2 separate regions of the Mus musculus genome follow, and region 2 is linked to region 1. The links are chromatin contacts, called in public targeted proximity ligation maps. All regions are on one chromosome and are shown on one strand. The core of a region is the stretch at or near the end of the contact, and the rest is flanking DNA. Distances in the headings are between cores, read along the strand shown. Region 1 holds the start of Gstp1 (glutathione S-transferase, pi 1). Region 2 holds the start of Ssh3 (slingshot protein phosphatase 3).

What was found.
Region 2: a contact with region 1 is called in a targeted proximity ligation map of pancreatic cancer cells. A contact is called at or near these places in 5 of 39 promoter capture datasets (the 3T3-L1 cell line, embryonic stem cells, hippocampal neurons and 2 more), 8 of 484 Hi-C or Micro-C datasets (the G1E-ER4 cell line, the NIH/3T3 cell line, embryonic stem cells and 5 more), 15 of 130 datasets of targeted methods (bone marrow-derived macrophages, embryonic basal ganglia, embryonic hindbrain and 6 more) and 2 of 9 other capture datasets (adipose tissue and liver).

The regions. Positions count from the first base shown.
Region 1 is chr19:4,034,717-4,040,922 of GRCm38.p6, forward strand. It overlaps Gstp1 (glutathione S-transferase, pi 1), which reads right to left and starts at 3,196. Exons shown (of 7, transcript NM_013541.1): 1 at 3,147-3,196; 2 at 2,869-2,904; 3 at 2,574-2,680; 4 at 2,388-2,475; 5 at 1,972-2,075; 6 at 1,108-1,215; 7 at 695-945. The coding sequence starts at 3,147. The coding sequence ends at 757. It overlaps Gstp2 (glutathione S-transferase, pi 2), which reads right to left. Exons shown (of 7, transcript NM_181796.2): 6 at 5,992-6,099; 7 at 5,572-5,823. The coding sequence ends at 5,635.
Region 2 is chr19:4,266,685-4,272,890 of GRCm38.p6, forward strand. It overlaps Ssh3 (slingshot protein phosphatase 3), which reads right to left and starts at 2,549. Exons shown (of 14, transcript NM_198113.3): 1 at 2,331-2,549; 2 at 1,861-1,901; 3 at 1,063-1,294. The coding sequence starts at 2,396. Ankrd13d (ankyrin repeat domain 13 family, member D) reads right to left here. Exons shown (of 15, transcript NM_026720.2): 9 at 6,116-6,177; 10 at 5,886-6,016; 11 at 4,758-4,915; 12 at 4,535-4,651; 13 at 4,282-4,445; 14 at 4,110-4,201; 15 at 3,496-3,865. The coding sequence ends at 3,652.

The DNA.
Region 1 (6,206 bases), core at 1,946-4,445:
ATGGTGGTGACTCAGAGCATTTAGTGGATGGTGACAATCTACACAGTTACCTAGCCTCAGGGGTTCTCTTACAACAACAAAATCCAGGCTGAAAAGAGAAATGTCCTTCTCAGCCTTGGCTGTCCTGGAACTCACTATGTAAACCAGGCTGGCCTCGAACTCAGAAATCCGCCTGCCTCTGCCTCCCAAGTGCTGGGATTAAAGGTGTGCGACCTGCCAAGAAATGTCCTTCTTATCTTCAAGCACAGAATATTGAGGCCAAGGAGAGAAACTTGCAGGAACAACCTGAGCACAGTCCACAGCTGTGATCACAACATTTCAGAGATAGACACTCACACATCACCAGCAAGGTAAGCAGAGGCCCTCTGTATAGTTTGTGACCCTTCACCAGGCCAGCCTCAGGTCACAGTGCCTCAGTCTATCCCAAGGCAGGGAACTAGCTTGGCCTGTAGCCAGGTGTTGAGTGTTTCTAGGACTGACTGGCAAATCAACATGGGTCCCCCTTCATTAGATGTTGGTTCATTTCTCTTCTTCTGCTCTTAACCCCTTCCTGTTTCAAAGGTCAGCAAATATTAAGCAGGAAGATGTCCTGGTCCCACCCTTATGTGCAAGTTTCCTGTCCTCTGCCCTTTTCCAGCCTGAGGGTCCCAGAGCCCCCTTTTCAACAGGAAACAGCACCAAAGACACCTCTTCTGTCTTACAAACTTTATTAGTGCTGGGAAAACGGGGACAAGAAGCTCTTGTCTCTTCAGTCCACTACTGTTTGCCATTGCCATTGATGGGACGGTTCACATGTTCCGGGGAGGACAGAAAGGCCTTGATCTTGGGCCGGGCACTGAGGCGAGCCACATAGGCAGAGAGCAGGGGGAAGTTGTCCAGGCAGCCAGGGGCCAGGACTTGGTGGATCAGCAGCAGGTCCAGCAAGTTGTAATCGGCAAAGGAGATCTGCAGGGGCAGGAGGTGTGGGTCTCAGAAGCTGGGAGGAGGCTGGGGCTGGGGGGCAGAGAGCTGAGGGCCCCCACCTCCACCCCTTAGCTCTGCTCCACTTTACATATGGCTCCCTCTTGTCCTTATCCACAAGGCAAAGGCAATGCAAGAGATGCTCACCTGGTCACCCACGATGAAAGCTTTGCCTCCCTGGTTCTGGGACAGCAGGGTCTCAAAAGGCTTCAGATGCCCAGGCAGGGCCTTCACGTAGTCATTCTTACCATTCTCCTGCCAGGGAGACACCCAAAGATGTACCATCCTCCCACTGTCACAGTGCCCTGGGCACTGGACTCCTGCTGCCCTGTAATGAATTCCAGATATACCCCACCCCCCAGGGACATGGCCTACCACTACCTACTTCCTGGGCTGCCTGGTGTCAGGAGACTAGCCACCACTGTGCCTGCTGCCAACACCCAGGCTTTGACCAGGTCTCAGTCACTTCAGCTGCTAATTCTTTCTTACACCATTCAACCACTCCATCCCTTCTATGCTCTCCCTCCCTACCATAGGCTGCCCTGGACAGCTCACAGTGTAGCTCAGGCCACCCAACTACTGTGATTGCAGGTGTGCATTACCACCCCCAGCTAAGTTCTCTGGTCTTTATCATAGTAAAGCTCTCAGAGCTGGCACCCTGAGGATCATTCGGAGCTTCACATTTAAATCCAGCCATGAACAGACTCTTCAACAGCCCCACAGAGTCCAAGCCAGCTGGTCCAAGGGCTTTAGGACCTGGCCTTCTGCCCCAGCTCTGTCTCTTCATGTTCTGCCCCTATGCACACACCCACACACGTGAGGGCACACACACTCTTCCTATCTGCACCCGCTGACCTCTCCTGAAGCTGTCTATTGGCCCTCTTTACAGTGCCCCAGACTGCCCTACCCTGCTTCGGGCTCTGATACAGGAAAGGAAACTAGGGAGGCAAAAATACACAAAGCTCCTTTGCCCATCGCTCCCAACCCCCACTCCCCGGGATCTAGGCTCACATAGTTGGTGTAGATGAGGGTGACATATTTGCCGCGAAGGTCCTCCACCCCATCATTCACCATATCCATCTGGGCGGCCTCCCTCTGGTTTTTCCCATAAAGCCCTACGGGTTGAGAGAGACAGCATGACTGATCCCTGATTTCCTCAGGCATGTGGCTGTTGGTAGGTCGAGGTCTTGGGGGAGGGGATATGGGCAGTCATGTGAGACCCGAGCTCATGAAAGGCAACAGGAAGCCATGGCAGGCAGACCACAGATGCAGCCTGAACAAGAATAATCTCTGTGTGTCCCTGTTTTGCTCTGTCAACTCAAAACTAAAAAGGGAGTGGCCAGCTGGGCAGATACCCCCTGAAACAATAACTGATACCCCCCCCACCACCCTGCCCACCAGCTGGACCACCTGGGTTCAGGACTTACCCAAAGAGCGGCCAAGGTGTCTCAAGATGGCATTAGATTGGTAAAGGGTGAGGTCTCCATCCTCAAACTTGGGGAGCTGCCCATACAGCTGGAGGGAGGAACAAGAACCTTGGTGATGCTGCTGCCTCCCAGTCACAGCCCTCCTAAGGCCCTACCTCTGCCCCCTCCACTACGGGTGTCACTCACACAAGTGGGCTTGAGCAAGCCTTGCATCCAGGTATCTATGGTAACCACCTCCTCCTTCCAGCTCTGGCCCTGGTCAGCCAGCAGCATTCGCATGGCCTCACACCGCCCTGTATGGAGTCAGGGTAAGGATTTGGGGACAGCATTCAGGCCCAGCCTCAAAGCAATTTCAAGTACAAGGACCACTTGCAACCAGAAGGAGAATAAAAAATGAACTGGAATTTCTTCATGGAGGATAGGAATGGTGGGCTGCAACCCCTACCCCAGACCTCCCCTTCCTGCAGTCATTTGGTCTTACCTCGAACTGGGAAGTAGACAATGGTGTATGGTGGCACTGGGGTGGACAAGAGAAGAATGTTAGGTAGAAAAGGGGTAATGATTAGGTTTCAGAGTGGTACACTTTCCCACCCCATCTCCCGGGTCCCTTCTCTGGTTTGAAACGCCTCCCCATCCCCCACCCCACGCCCCAGGCTCCTGTTGCAAGCTGCCCGGTGCAAAGAGCGCCAGTCGTGAGCGAGCCCAGGCCCCGACAGCTGCAAGCTGGTTGTCCTGGGAAGCTGTGCGGAGCGGACTCACTGCCTGCTGGGTGCGGATTCAGTGCTGCGTAGACAGAGGGGTACTCAGAGTGAGGACGCACGCGTAGGCCACCGGGCCGCCAGCCTTATAAGGGGCATCGCGCTCCGCCCCGGATGCTGACTCAACACGTTGGAGAGAGAAGCCGGTAGCGGAGCTCTGCAGCTCCCGCCTCCTGCCGGGGACACTCGCTTGTGGGACCCGAGTCTGCAGCGGTGCTGGGTTCATTTTTTGGTCCTGCTCCGAGAAGGGTGTGTCCAGCTCCCTTCCACTTTGTACTGGAGCTGGACAGCTTTCTGCAGCATGTGCAACTCTGTCAGCCTTTTGCCTGTCCCCATCTACCAACCTCTGTAGTAGATTCCACTAGTGGCCATCCTTAACTCACCAACTTCTTTCTCCTCCCAAAGAGCTTCATTTGATCATTTGACCTTCGCCAGGAGTAATCAGAAAATTGTTATCCTAACTCCTCACACTCGACACAAACACCAAATAAATGATAAAAATAAACGAGACTAACAGGGTTGGAGAGATGGTGCAGCAGGTAAAGTACGTACTACACAAGTTCGAGCACCTTCTTCTCACCTCAGCACCTACATAAAAAGGGTGCAGCACGCATACAGAATCCCGACTCTAGTCCAGGTGGTGGCGGAGGCTCTCATCTTTAATCTCAGCACTCAGAAGAGAGGCAGGCAGATCTCTGTGAGTTTGAGGCCAGCCTGGTCTACAGAGTGAATCTCAGGACAGCCAAGGCTACACATGAGATTTTTGTCTTAGGAGAAAAAAAAAAAAAGGAACCCCAGCTCTGTGAGAATAGGGACAAATCTTGAGTTTTGTTAGCTGACCCGTCTAGATGAACAGGTAGGCTCCAGGTTGAGTAAGAGACCCTGTCTCAAAAAAATAAGGTGAAGAAAAAAAATTCATCTGTATGATTCTCCACCTTTAAACAGGCCAATCCAAGCCCCACATAACATAGGTGCACATTTACTGAATCTGGAGTCTTTATTCTGTTATGACATCTCTGTATTGTGTAAAACTTTCATTACATAAAACTGAATGATTTTTCAGTTGGTTTAAAAGAATCACCCCTAGTGACATCTTTTTTAAAGATTTATTTTATGTTTGTGAGTACACTGTAGCTGTCTTCAGACACACCAGAAGAGGGCATCAGATCCCATCACTGATGGTTATGGACCACCATGTGGTTGCTGGGAATTGAACTCAGGACATGTGGAAGAACAGTCAGTGCTCTTAACTGCTGGGCATCTCTTCAGCCCGATAATCCTTCTAATTTTAACTCTCAGGGCTAGTAAGAACAAGACAAAAAAAAAAAAAAAAAAAGAAGAAGCAAACAAAATCCACTAAAAGTTAGATTTCTGTTTAGATAAGATTTTATCTTCTCCTCGGTGTCTTACTTACTCTGAGAACTCTTGTTAACTCACCTTGGCTTGTATGTGTAGGGGGCAACAAAACTCACGTATCACCAGCAAGGTAAGCAGAGGCCCTCTGTACAGTTTGTGACCCTCCACCAGGCCAGCCTCGGGTCACAGTTCCTTAGCCCATCCAAAGCCAGGGAATTAGCTCTGGCCTGCAGCCAGGTGTTGAGTATTCCTGGGACTGACTGGCAAATCAACATGGGGCCCCCTTCATTACATGTTGGTTCACTTTTCTTTCTTCCTTCCTTCCTTTCTTTCTTCCGTTCTTCCTTCCTTCCTTCCTTTCTTTCCTTTTTTGTCCCTGGTTTTTAAGACAAGGTTTCTCTGTATAGATCTGGCTGTCCTGGAACTCTGTACACTCCTACACTCTGAAGATCAGGCTAGCCTCCAACTCAGAAATCCACCTGCCTCTGCCTCACAAGTGCTGGGATTAAATGTGTGCGCCACCACTGCCCAGCTCATTCATATATATATGTGTGTGTGTGTATGAGAGAGTTGGGGTGGGGGTGGGGGTAGAGGCAGGGTTTCTCTGTGTAGCCTTGGCTGGCCTGGAACTCACTTTGTAGACCAGGCTGGCCTCGAACTCAGAAATCCGCCTGCCTCTGCCTCCCAAGTACTGAGATTAAAGGCATGCACCACTATGCCCACTGTTTTGTTTTGTTTTTTAGATTTATTTATTATATGTAAGTACACACCAGAAGAGGGCATAAGTTCTCATTATGGATGGTTGTGAGCCACCATGTGGTTGTTGGGATTTTAACTCAGAACCTCCTGAAGAGCAGTCAATGCTGTTAATTGCTGAGCCATCTCTCCAGCCCTAATTTCTCTTCTTCTTCTGCTCTTAACCCCTTCCTGTTTCAAAGGTCAGCAAATATTAAGCAGGAAGATGTCCTGGTCCCACCCTTATGTGCAAGTTTCCTGTCCTCTGCCCTTTTCCAGCCTGAGGGTCCCAGAGCCCCCTTTTCAACAGGAAACGGCACCAAAGACACCTCTTCTGTCTTACAAACTTTATTAGTGCTGGGAAAACGGGGACAAGAAGCTCTTGTCTCTTCAGTCCACTACTGTTTGCCATTGCCATTGATGGGACGGTTCACATGTTCCGGGGAGGACAGAAAGGCCTTGATCTTGGGCCGGGCACTGAGGCGAGCCACATAGGCAGAGAGCAGGGGGAAGTTGTCCAGGCAGCCAGGGGCCAGGACTTGGTGGATCAGCAGCAGGTCCAGCAAGTTGTAATCGGCAAAGGAGATCTGCAGGGGCAGGAGGTGTGGGTCTCAGCAGCTGGGAGGAGGCTGGGGCTGGGGGGCAGAGAGCTGAGGGCCCTCACCCCCACCTCCACCCCTTAGCTCTGCTCCACTTTACATATGGCTCCCTCTTGTCCTTATCCACAAGGCAAAGGCAATGCAAGAGATGCTCACCTGGTCACCCACGATGAAAGCTTTGCCTCCCTGGTTCTGGGACAGCAGGGTCTCAAAAGGCTTCAGATGCCCAGGCAGGGCCTTCACGTAGTCATTCTTACCATTCTCCTGCCAGGGAGACACCCAAAGATGTACCATCCTCCCACTGTCACAGTGCCCTGGGCACTGGACTCCTGCTGCCCTGTAATGAATTCCAGATATACCCCCCCCCCCAG
Region 2 (6,206 bases), core at 1,299-3,798, 230 kb after region 1:
TTCTTCACTCCACATGGACACAGCTCACATCTTGACAGCCCCTGTACCACCAATTCCTAGACAGAAGATCAGTGGCTACTGGAGAATATAGTGGTACTCCTTTTTTGCAGTTTGTGACTCAACAAACTGTCTTTTGAAGTCTGACCCCCAAAACTGTGCTACTTCTGGCAGTTTCCGCAAGAGAGTATCTGAGTGAGAAGGCGGCCATCCTTCTTGCGGCCTTCAAGAGACAACTGAACTAAGGGTCTTCTGGAAGAACGGTCAGAACTCTTAACCCCTGAGCCACCTCTCTAGCCCTGCTACTAGCAAATATTTTATTTGAGAAATGCCTCCTACCACAGATATTAATCTTTGTTTTTGTGGTGCTAGGAATTAGATGTAGGGCCTCACACATGCTAGAAAGATTTCATCTTATAATGGCTTAGAACAACATTCCTGGGGCTGGAAAGATGACTCAATGGTTAAAAGCATTGGCTAATCTTCCAGAGGACCCAGACTCAGTTCCCAGCACCCACATGACAGCTCACACCAGTCTGTAATTCCAGTTCCAAAGCTTCTGATACCTTCACACAGACATACATGCATGCAAAACACCAAAACATGTAAGAAAAAAGACAAACAACAAAACCCTAGGGCTTCTGTTCTAAACAGCTTTTCCAAAGCTCGAATCTTCTTCATTCTTTGCTGCCAACAAGAAGTGTCTGCCTCCACACACTTTCTGGAGCTGGCCCTTAGGTTCCAGGGGATCCCAGACTTCTTGGGTGCTCTGGTCGCCTGACTGGCACTTAGCTGCCAAGGCGTACTACACAACCCTGGGAGTATGAGTCCATCTCTGGGCAACTCACTAGTATCAACAGAGGCCTCCTGTGGATTAACAGAGACCTCCCTCATATAACCCCAGCTCTTGGCTCACAGGGGACAAACCTCCCTTGTCCATTCCCAGCCCTCCAGAGACAGATATGCCCTTGCCTTGCTGTCTCTAGATGAAGTGGCAGAGTTGTTGTGGCCCCAGATCTCATAGCACTGATCTTAGATAGACATGAGCTCCGGGTGGTTCCTTACCAGGCGGATATCATCCTGCGGCCTCAGCAGCTCCACCATGAGGTGCAGGTGCCGCTTTTGCACTTGTTTCCAGGGACTCTGGAGTCCTTGCCCTTTGTCAGTCTGGTCCTCGGTGGGCTGTTCCTCACCTGAGGGTTCCTCCATTGGCTCAGAGTCAGCCTCAGATGCAACATTACTGTCCCCTCCATCCTGAAGTCCCAGGACAGCCCCTCGGAGCACCGCAAAACTCTGCCTGGCAGAGCGATGGGGACATGGTTCAGGTCATAGGTTTTCAAACTTTAGGGAGGCTGAGTCCCCTGGCTGGCGGAAGTGGGCTGCTGGCCCGCTCTCCAGAGTCAGATGGGCCGGAGTGAGGCACAGTTTGCACTTTTGTAACCAGGACCCTGATAGCGGTAGGCACCTAGAGCCAGCCTTGGGCTCTCAGGCTCCTCCTCACCTTGTTTTGCACCTTTGGAATGTGTTCCTTTTCGGGGTGGACTCAGATGCTATAAACTTGTTTAAGCACTTATACTCCTTCAGGTCCCATCCTGCCCTTGGTCCTGGGATTACTGGGCGAGCCAAGGTCCAGGTAATGTGTGAAAGCATCTACTGGCCAGGGCTAAGTTAACCATGCTGGTTCTTCCACAAGCCAGAGATGTGATGTTTGCCAGCTCCACCCACAGCATCTGCCTCCCACCTAAGCATGAGTTTATCTGACAATACTTAAGTGAGTCCTTGGTCCAAGCAAGACATCAGGAGTCCACAATGGCAGCAGCTAGGCCACAGGCTATAAGGAAGCATTTGTCAGACAGAACTCACCTGCGCTGGAGCCGGCCTCTGCGTCTTACCACTCGGTCCTGCTGAGAAAGCAGCCCGGGAATAGAGTAAGAGAGCAGCTTCCAGGACAGGAAGCACCCAAAAGCCTCTCCTCTTCCTACAAGGGAGCGCTAGGTGGAAAAGAAATCTCTTTCCTCTGAAGCCGCTCCCCTCCAACAGGCCCCAGAGAAACCCGGCCTAAGTCCAGGTACAGCAGTGCTGCAAGGATAGGGGGTTGCAGAGTGTGGGAGGTATTTGGGCAGATCTGGGCTTCAACAGACCCGGGCGGTTCTCAGGATTCCGCATCTACCTACGTCGAGCTCCTGGGAGCCTCAGGGCCTCCCAAGTGCCTTAAAACGTGAGACTCAAGGTCCCCCTCCGCCTACTCCCAGCCGTCTGCTAGGGGCAGGACTTGCTCCCTAAGGCCTACCTTGGCAGCCAACTGTAAGAGCGTAAAACCAAGCTAAACTCACCGTGGGTCCCACAGGCGTGGAGTGGCCACTTGCCGGCGGCGAGCGACTCACTGTGACCAGCGCCATAAGGTAGGCAGGCCCGGAACACCTGGGCGAACACCCGGCACGACCCCTCCCTCAGCCTTACGGTCAGTCCCTGCCTTCGCACAACCAGGAAGAAGAGATTGGAGCCACCAGGGCCTGGCACCTCCTCGGGAGCGGCCCTTAAAGGGCCCGACTCATGACCAGTCTGGTCGCGTAGAGCTGGTACCGAGCGACAGCGGCCCCGCCCCTGCGGTCTCGGTTCAGCTTGCCCCGCCCCGACCGCGCTAGAGGCGTGGTCAAGGGCGTGGCGCAGGTGAGCCCAGACCTCACTTTCCCTGCTTTGGTCGCTTTGCCCACAGAAGGCTTTCAACCCTTCTTGCTGCACCCAGTAAGACTTGGACCCCCACTGTTTGGTTTATGCTATGGTTTCTTGGAAAGGAAGGAGCAAGGGCAACAGTTTTGTTTTTGAGACAGGGTCTCACTATGTAGCTGACAGACCTGAAACTCATTATATAGAGCAAGTCGCCTAAAACCCAGAGATCCACCTGCCTCTGCCTCCCAAGCACTAGAATTAGAGGCATGCGCCACCATACCTGGGAGGCAATGGGTCTTAAATCTACCACCCCATTCCAAACTTGCTCTCTTTTCTGCTTGGCTGTCATTCCTCTACTCTTGAGAAGATCTGGGAGAACAGAAGGCCTTTTTGGAATTTTTGCAATAGTCCCCAATACCTGTACGCATTTCAGGTCCACCCTAGGGGTGACTAGGACAGGGCTGAGCCCCTTCCCCAGAGAGTGACTTGCTTAAAGGTTCATTCTGGTAGAAAATACTTGAAACAGGGGGAACCTGTGCCTGAGTTTTGGGGATGAGGTGGGAGCTTCCCCCAGTAGGTAGAATAGGAAGACCCAGCCCAGCGGGAGTATGGACCATCAGGCTGGGTGGCAGGCAGAACCTGGGGTTGGGGTAGCATCCAGGGAAATTTCAGAATCTCCAGGAACTCCTGCCCCGTGAGAAGTGGTCTTATTTTCTAGCTGTAGAAATGGAGGCTCCAAAGCTGCTCAGTGCCAGCTCCAGCGAGGACTACCCATCAGTAACCCCATCCAGTGTCCCCTTGGTTCCAGACCACGCAGGACAGCAAGCCTACTGCTGATGGTCTCTTTATTTCCACCTCAGTCTCACTGCTAGCCTATCTTCAGTGCCCAGGTCCCAAGCTCAGCAGCAGACAGTTTATAAATAAATAAATTACAAAACCAGGCAGAAGGCATGGCCCTGGGGAGCCGTCCCAAGGCCAGGCAACTCAGTGCTCTGTGAGTGACAGCTGCAGGATCCGCTGTAAGTCGTCTTCTTCCTGCTGACCCCGTCGCTCCAACTCCTCCTGTTCCCTTGAAGACAACTCCAGGGCCAGGCGAAGCTGCTCCTCAAAGCTTGGGGGTGCAGGGGATGGAGGTGTCTTCTGAGGAGATTCTGGACCCCTGGACTCTGTGGACAGCTGTAGGCTTTCCTGCAGGGCCCTTCAGGGTAAGGGTTGAGGGGAGAGCAGACCAGTGAGAAGGCTTGGGGAGGAGCCAAGCCCATGCAATTTTGAGAACAAGGTGTCAGGGACAGAGACAAGCAGGCCCTCTTTTGGCTCTTCATGCTCCCCACGGTAAGCAGCATTTTGCCATGTGAAGGCATGGAGCCCTTGGATCAGAACTCCCTGGCTTCCCACCCATCACCAGCAGCCAGGGACCCACACACAGTTCCTGAGGGACTCACTGCTCCAACTGAAGCTGCTCTTCAAACACTGTGACTCGGGGAGGAGGGTGAATGCCAGGCCGTGTGTTGGTCAGGGCTTCCCACACCGTCACCTGCAGCAGCCAGAGCCCAGAACTGTCACCTTGGGCCTGTGGCTGTAGAGGCCATGACCCACCTTCCACTTGCATCCCACCTGCTCTGCCTCTGTGCCTGCCTCAAGCAGGCTCTGCTGGATGGCAAACTGCAGCAGGTCGTCATCCTCATCCCGAAGGGGCTCGCTGCGCTCAGCACCCAGCACACTGTATCCCTCGGGCACCTCGAATACAGTGGGGTCCACCTCACATGGAAAAGGGCTTCCTGGGCAGGGCAGCGGAAGGGTCATGTTCAGCCCTAAGGCTGATCAGAGAGCTACCAGCTGTGAATGTCTCCTGTAGCTATAGTCATACCTGAAGCAGAAATGGCAGAACTGGAGTTGGGGACGCACACCGAGCTCACAGGCTCATCACAGCCGCAAAGGTTACTGAAGGTGATGCGGGCATTGAGCACATGGAAGAGGGGAATCTCTGAGGGGAGAGAGCCAGGCTTGAGCTGCCTGCACCCCTCAGTAACCCCAAACCTGAGGAGGGCATCATGCCCAAGTCCTGGTTACCCCCTTGCCTGCCCTCTCACCAATCTTGACAGGGAAGCCTGGTGGGAGACGCAGAGTGATGAAATCCCGTAGCTTGGCAAAATGAGCGTTGCTGATGGCCATCAGGTCAATGATGGGTGTCACCTGGTCACCCAAGGACAGTGGGTGCTCCTCACTTAGCCACAGTGTTGCCTTGAACCTATCCAGCCGACCATAGCAAGTGGGTCAGGGACACACACACACACACACACACACACACACACACACACACCCACACACACCCCGGTGCTTCACCCTTTCTAGTCGCCTGCCTGTGATACCCTTCTCCCTGGTCTGCTCCTATTAACTGTTACCCTCAGGGACTCACTGGCTGGAAAGCCTGGGCAGCCCCTGTCCTGTCCTGGTGCTGATGATGGCTTCATGCCACTCTTTTGAGCTGCACAAGGAAGGCCACAGCCAGCCTGTGGGCTTCTCTTGGGGCCTTGCCTCTGTCCAAAACTAGTTCAGCACTGTGCTGGACACACACACATACAAAAATGTGCTGTTCTTGAGTGTGGAGCATAGCCCAGGGGTTGGGAGCTCTGGGGTGTGAGTAGAGGCACAGGCGCTGCACCGGTATGTTAGACCTGCTGCAAAGCACTGCCACCGTGATTGCATCCACTGTGTCCATGCACATCAGGATGCACATCTGTTTTCCTGGAGAAGAAACCAGACTCCCAGCTGGGAGGGTTATTCCTTGTGATATAAGCCAGTGGACAGCAGAGCTATGGCCCCTTCCTACGCTGCTGTGTTCTGGTCCCTGGTGCATGCTCATAGAACAGAAGAACAAGTCAGGAATCCTGCAGGCCCACTCACTACTTGGACTGTTTGGAGTTGGAGATTAGCCGGAACAAGCCAGATCTACAAAGTGGGACCCTGTATCATAAAGCCCAAAACAAACAAGCAAAAACAAATATATTGGTGCTATCACCTGAGTATGACTTGGGGCCCAGGTGCATGCTAGCTTCTCAGACTGTGGTTAGAGACATGGCTCCCACACTCTGGAGCAAAGTCAAGAGAGGAGCCTACTAGGTGAGCAGATCCCTCACTGTGACATACTCCATGATGACAGGATTCTGCCAGTGCTCCAAGTCCTCGGATGGGACTCCCCATCTCCCCCCAGACCTCACCTCTGCACTTTGCTAGACATCTCAATGGGGCGGCCAATGTTTCTGGATTCCAGGCTGAAGCTGGGGTCAAAGTATTCCTCAGCAGAGATAGCTGTAGGGTTGGTGGGGCTGGCTGCCTGCTGCACGGGAGCCTGAGTGGACCCCAGGACAGGAATTAGCCCTCAGTATGCACAAGGAGAAAGCACCCCACCCACCCAGGCTTGTCCCAGCCCTCCCCTAGGCAAGCTCACCAAAGTGTGGGAGGAGTGCTGCTGGGCCATGCCCAGGAAGGACTGGAATGGAGTCTTCCCCCCTGAGAAGAAGTAGCAGGAACCATGAGGG